2 separate regions of the Mus musculus genome follow, and region 1 is linked to region 2. A link is a contact called in public ChIA-PET data. All regions are on one chromosome and are shown on one strand. The core of a region is the stretch at or near the end of the contact, and the rest is flanking DNA. Distances in the headings are between cores, read along the strand shown. Region 1 overlaps Faf1 (Fas-associated factor 1). Region 2 holds the start of Rnf11 (ring finger protein 11).

Region 1 (2,973 bases), core at 298-2,797, 280 kb after region 2:
GACTTTCTCCCACAAGAGGGCAGAAAGGACTATTAAGCTGATAGCCTAAAAATGCCACTCAGTGTTTTCAAATTAGCTTCTCTTATATTAACAAAAAGGAGCATAATGGCCAAGTTATTGTTTGATTTACAGATAATTGGCATATTGCAGCGAGGAGACTTAATTTCACCCTTTTAAATTAAACAGGGAGATTTAAAAAGACATAAAATATTCATTAATGTTCGGTGATTATAAAGTAGTGGCATATATTTATTTTGCCTTTATTACTGTTTCGATGGGAAAATACTGCAAATATTTCCGAAATCGAGTTGGCCATACTGACAAGTTGAAATGTTTAAGCAATGTTAATGCAATCTGCTCACACCTGATATCCTATGCAGAATGATTCAAAATGACTACATCAATTATTAAAAGAAATATTTAAAATTCTGTAAATGTGCCATTGCGTGCCACAGTTGGCAGAAACTGTTCTCTGGTATATTATTTAGATTATCAAATATATTTTAAGTGTCAAGGACTTCAAAACATTGAAATCTGTTCCTTATCATTTCTAAATATCTTGTGGAAAGTGCTTGAGGAGCGTCTTTTAAATGACATATTCCTGTGTATTTCTTGGTAATAGCTTTTCTTTCCTGTTTAATTTTAAAAATTAATTTAAAATGTTTCTAAATTCTTGTTATTAAGAAAAAAATATTGTGTCTAGTGAAAATTGTTGTACTGTGAGTAGACAGTTCCACATGGACTGCTTTATTTATCTTGTGTAACTTTGATGACGGCTGTGGAGCGACTGGCTGAGCATAGTTCCCTGGCTTTTCCTTGGCCCAGTGGGATCCAGTGCAGAGGGTGGTTTCAGGAAGGAAAGGTGCTCCTGTGGACAGCCTGGCAACTCAGTGCCTTTTTCTTGCTAAGCTACTGTAAGTCAGTTTAATTGCACTAAGAGAAGTGTACAATTTTGAAACAATTTGTAGTTCTGTGTTAATACTAGTATTTTTGTTTTTAATGTGGAAGCTTATTGATGTTCTAGATTCTAAATTGTAAATTTATCCATCATCAGTTTTAGCAATCTTCTTTCAGTAGTAAGCCCCAAAATAAATTGTAGTCACTAACACACAGACACACAGACACACACACACACACACACACACACACACACACACACACACAGCTTAAAGGAGTAGATTAAAAACATCTCATCAATAAATAATGCATAAATTATTTTCATTTTCTAGGTAAAACATTCTTAATGCTTTGAAAGTCTTGAATTTTTAAAAGCTTTTACAGTATTTTTTACTCAGATAACTATGAAGTGAGTAAGACTGAAATTAGCACCGCTTGTAACTATTAATTGAACAAAATAAACCTTTGAAAGTACTGATTTCTAGACTACTGCTAAGATATAGTTAGAATTTCAAATATATTTTCAGTAGCATGTGGTCAGGAAATTAGTGGTGAGGCTGGTGTTCCTGCAAGTGTTGGCTCATCCGGCTCTGAGCCTGCTGCTTTACAACAAGGGACTGTTTCCCTTTGGGTACTAGGTTTTGGTTTTGATTTCATTCTTGTTTTAAGCTCGCTACAGATTTTTCAACTTACATATTCTATGTGAGGAGAGTCAGTAACCTCTAGAGATGGTTAAAATGGAGATAGTTGCAAGTAGTTATAAGAAGTAAAATCCTTATTCTTTCACGATAACACTATACATCAGAAAATTATCGAGTAATATTGTAATAACATTATGACAACCCCAACTTTCTACCAATTTGCACTCTAAATTAGTATTAATCACACTTTAAAATACTCAAATTCCTTCAAAATTTAAACAAGCCTATCTTATTTTAATCAGTTTTCTACTCTTGAGAGTTCACAGGTTTTAAACAATTAATTGTAAAGATTCTAATAATTTAAAAATCTGTGGTTTCAAATGCACTTGGGGTGGGCTAACACAAGGGAAGAAAGGCTGATTTGCCTCTGCAAATCCTTAGCCCAGGTGTGGAAAAGGATATAAAGTCCCTGAAATCAAGCCAACTTTTCTTGGAAACTGATTCTTTGTTGTCTGCCTTATTATTGCAAAAGCTTCTGTTAGGCAAATTTCTACGTTTTTGTAGATGTCATATAAACTTAAGAAGCATACACCTGATCTGAAAAACAAAGATAAGAAATCTTAAGTATTTTTAGTGCAGAATCATGGAGTATTACTTATCTATTACAGTGAGAAGTGCAATGAATAGCTATTGGAATTATTTAAATCCTCTTCTAAGTTTCACTTTACCCTAGAATTCTCACTATTCTTATTAATGTTGATTTAGTTCTTAATGGGAATGAATGGGGAAAATTGACAGCCCATGAAGCCATATCGTACAGGGAGCAAGTAGCACATTTCACTACTAGTGCCATGTTATATAGACAAACTGATGATTAAGTGGGAGACCAATTGTGCTAGAATTGGTGTCTAAGGAAATCATACCAATTCTTAAAAATAATTGCAAAATTAGGATGTTAATTTTGATTCTGAAATTTAAACCTTGTGCTATTTTTGTGTGTGTTTGGTCTGTTCTTGGTGCTTTCTCATCTTAACTAATGTGTGCTTTGGACTGTAAGCTAAGGCTTGTGGCCAGTAACTGTTTTGAAATTTGTAGTTCTTCACAAGTTATATTAGCGAGCACTTTCTATTAGCAAATAGATTATAACTTAACTGTTGTGTCCTTTCTTTAAATGTTTTGAAGTATTAGGTGCCTTTTCTGGGGGGGGGGATGGGTGAGGGGGTTGTTTGTTTTCCACTATGGGGTGGGGAGCTACTGGCAAAGAATTGAAGAAAGAGTGAGGTAGCTGAGAATGTTCATATGCAAGAGGGTAAATTAAGTTGTGTGCTTACTTAATTAAAAGTTTAAGTGGTTTGTTCTTGCTGCAAGATAAATGGCATATATTAACTCAATTAGAATGAGCAGTTTTAATTAGCATATATCATTTTTTTAAAAC
Region 2 (3,003 bases), core at 371-2,870:
GAGGAGAACACATATGTCAAGGGTGAGACACACAACTACCTAAACAAAGATACTGCACTAAATTATTTTAGGTCTGGTACTGCTTGTAAGTGTAGAAGGTACATGGGGGACGTATCCAGGAATTCGGGGAAGAAGGGTGGGTAATGTCAGTACTTTAGATACTTGAGCTGAGTCCTTAAAGAGGATTAAATGTTCACCTGGGCAACCTTGGGGGAAGGGCTCTTAGCATAAAGATCACCTGGAGCAAAGACAAAACTATCAACAGCCTGGTTTGGTTAAAATAGAGGCTTTTGCCAGGCTATCGTAAAGATGGGACTTGACTAACATGAGGGGGTCAGAAAATCAGCTCATATGATCAATTTTTTGCCACGTGATGAGAAACTGGTTTACACAGGATTGAGAAAACACTACACTAGATAATGATGTCACCACATAAAATCAAAGGAGACTGCACAGTTAGAAAACTAAACTCTCTTCAGGAAAATATTAAAGAACTGTATTAAAGCCCACCTGAGAAGTTTACTCAATGTATCATTTAGAAAGACCCATTCAGGAGTCTTTGATAAAGAGGACTTTAAGTAACAGATGGCATTTCCCAAGTCAGGTTGAAAGGTCTCTCAAGTTCAAGATAATCAAATTTTAATTAAGCCAACTTATTTAAAAGATGTGTCACAGGGGTGGAGCTTAAAATTACCACATATGTATATATAAACAAGTAACTCTTTATGAAGCTGAGGCCAAAATCGCCACTTGGAATTCTACCTCCCAAGTAGATGGTAAAAAAGACATTCTACCAGAGCCAATTAACAAAAGAGTGGGGAGGATCATAAACGAAAACACAAATATAAGGGGGGAGGGGGTGACAAGCTACGCAAAACCCGTAATCCTCTTGGCAGTCTGATGAGGAAATCACACAACTCAGACATAAAGGCAGGAAAACCATGTCATCCTCAACTCCACAAGCTAAACTACTAGGCACCGAAGGGGATAAGATCACACACTCGATTCCTGAACTCAAGGACAGAAGACCGTCCTCAACCCGTGCCCAAGGGGATGCCCAGAAGGACCCTTTTCCATTTGGGAACCGGGCAGCAGACACCCTCAAGGCCAGCCCTGAAGGGGTCAACGCCACCCCCCCCCCACCCACCCCCGGTCTAGGCCGTGGAGGCCAAGGGCAGAGGGCCCGAGCCGCCTCCTCTCGCACGCCGACACACACCCTCCCTACCTGATATGGCGGCGGCGGCTCCTGATCTGGCTCCGTCCCCTCGCCAAAGCTAGCCCGGTCGGACTGAGACTCGTGAAGCAGGGAGATGTCATCCGAAGTCGGGGATTTGAGGCAGTTCCCCATCTTCCGGGGCTGGGGTGTATGCTTGAGATCTGCGGGAGGAAGAAAGCTGTGACCCGGTCTCTCGCACGCTCGGCGGTGAGCTCGCTCGGCGCCGCGGGGTCCAAGGCGGCAGGCCCGGGGCTCAGGCGGCGGCTCCCCCGCGCCCCGGCGCCACCGAGGGGCCGCTCATGCCAGCCCCCGGGACAGGGGGCGCGAGGCTAGGCCGCGGGCTGCGCCGGGGTCGCGTCTGGAACCTGAGGGGGGCGGGGGCGGGAAGACTGAGCGCTTCCCCACCCCGCCCCCCGCGGGGCGGCGGCGGCCACGGGCTGCTGGGCCTAATCCAGGTCAGGAGGGGGGGGCGCGGCCGTCTCGGTTGCCTCAGCTGCTGCCTCAGCTGCTGTTGCCCCTGCCGACGCTGGAGCCGCGGCCCGGGGCCTCATCCTACTCCGCCTCGGCGCGGCGGCGGTGGCCAGAACGAGGCTGGCCAGGCCTACGTCATGCCGCCGTGCGTGCTCCGGCCCCGCCCCGGGCGCGCGCGTCCGACTCCTGGACTGCGTGGCTGGGCTCTGAGTTTAAGGTCCAGGCTGTGTGGCTGTTGGTCTCCCGACCATCTGCCTCCGGCGCCCCCTGTATGTCCCGGCTGCAGCCAGCTTGCGGACTTACCTTACCTTACCTGCGCGGTGTCCTCAGACTGTTCACGCTGTCTGCCGGGTTGATGTCTGTAAGCACGGATCTGAATGGACCAGGCAGATAGCTGAGGTGTTTAGCTTCCTTCTCCTTTATCCTTTAAGAATAAAGTCCAAACTCATGTGATGAACACGCCCTACCCTCCCAACATCACAGCCATGAGATTATCGGATTGCCCATTTCTTCCCAATCCCACCTCCCTAATTCAAGCCTCTCAAACTAACATTTGCCGTTGATTCTCAGTCTCTCTGTGTTCATCATTGTCCCCTACCTCCATACCCTTTGAATGATTGAGGATATATATATATGTATTGGGAAGGCATATATATATATATGCCTTCCCAATACTACCCACAGAATAATCTTAAGAAATCTCTTGCCGAGCAGTAGTGGCGCACACCTTTAATCCCAGCACTTGGGAGGCAGAGGCAGGCAGATTTCTGAGTTCGAGGCTAGCCTGGTCTACAGAGTGAGTTCCAGGACAGCCAGGGATACACATAGAAACCCTGTCTCGAAAAACAAAACAAAACGAAACGGGAAAAAAAAAAAAAACGGAAAGAAGAAATCTCTAATCTCATTCAAAATACTGCCCCTCTTTTATAAATTCTAAATCCCAAAATGGCCAAAGTGCTTCTAGTCCTCTCAAAGACTGTTCTCGCTGGCTGAGATTTCCACAGACAGACAGTATTCCTGACCTCTTACCTCTCGCTGGGCTAATCATTATCCTCACCAGTCCTTCGTGGACTCCATTTCATTTCCCTTGAAAATCTTTTTCTGCTTCTCCAGTCTGGGTTAGTCACCTACTCAGAGTTCCCAGTCAGGGCCTTTCTGTCAGGTTGATCAAGCTGAGTTCTCTGTCCCTTCCCTGTGTAAGGCCTGGCATGTTGCCTAAGGTAGTAGAGTCTTTCCTTGGCTGAATGAACAAATGCTCAAACAGCATATGCAAAGGGAAGAACAAGAAGAGAGTGTTCTCCACAGCCATTTTTTTT

Evidence for each region. ChIA-PET counts read pairs in DNA pulled down with a chosen protein or histone mark.
Region 1: a contact with region 2 is called in an RNA polymerase II ChIA-PET map of effector CD8 T cells, with 14 read pairs. The contact joins the enhancer-like site here to the promoter of Rnf11 in region 2. A contact is called at or near these places in 3 of 39 promoter capture datasets (the C10 cell line, pre-B cells and stem cell-derived epiblast-like cells), 5 of 115 datasets of contacts at active chromatin or transcription factors (the NIH/3T3 cell line, bone marrow-derived macrophages, effector CD8 T cells and 2 more) and 2 of 9 other capture datasets (adipose tissue and liver).

Annotation. Positions count from the first base shown.
Region 1 is chr4:109,759,219-109,762,191 of GRCm38.p6, forward strand. The region is part of intron 7 of Faf1 (Fas-associated factor 1); the gene reads left to right. Among named protein-coding and RNA genes, the nearest start is that of Faf1, 84 kb to the left of the region's middle. Within about 2 kb of position 1,548, at least 53 of the 459 cell types and tissues checked have an H3K27ac peak or open chromatin away from gene starts, as enhancers often do. A contact at or near this core is called in bone marrow-derived macrophages, effector CD8 T cells, liver and 2 more, where this site is marked.
Region 2 is chr4:109,474,885-109,477,887 of GRCm38.p6, forward strand. Rnf11 (ring finger protein 11) reads right to left here and starts at 1,621. Exons shown (of 3, transcript NM_013876.3): 1 at 1,226-1,621. The coding sequence starts at 1,348.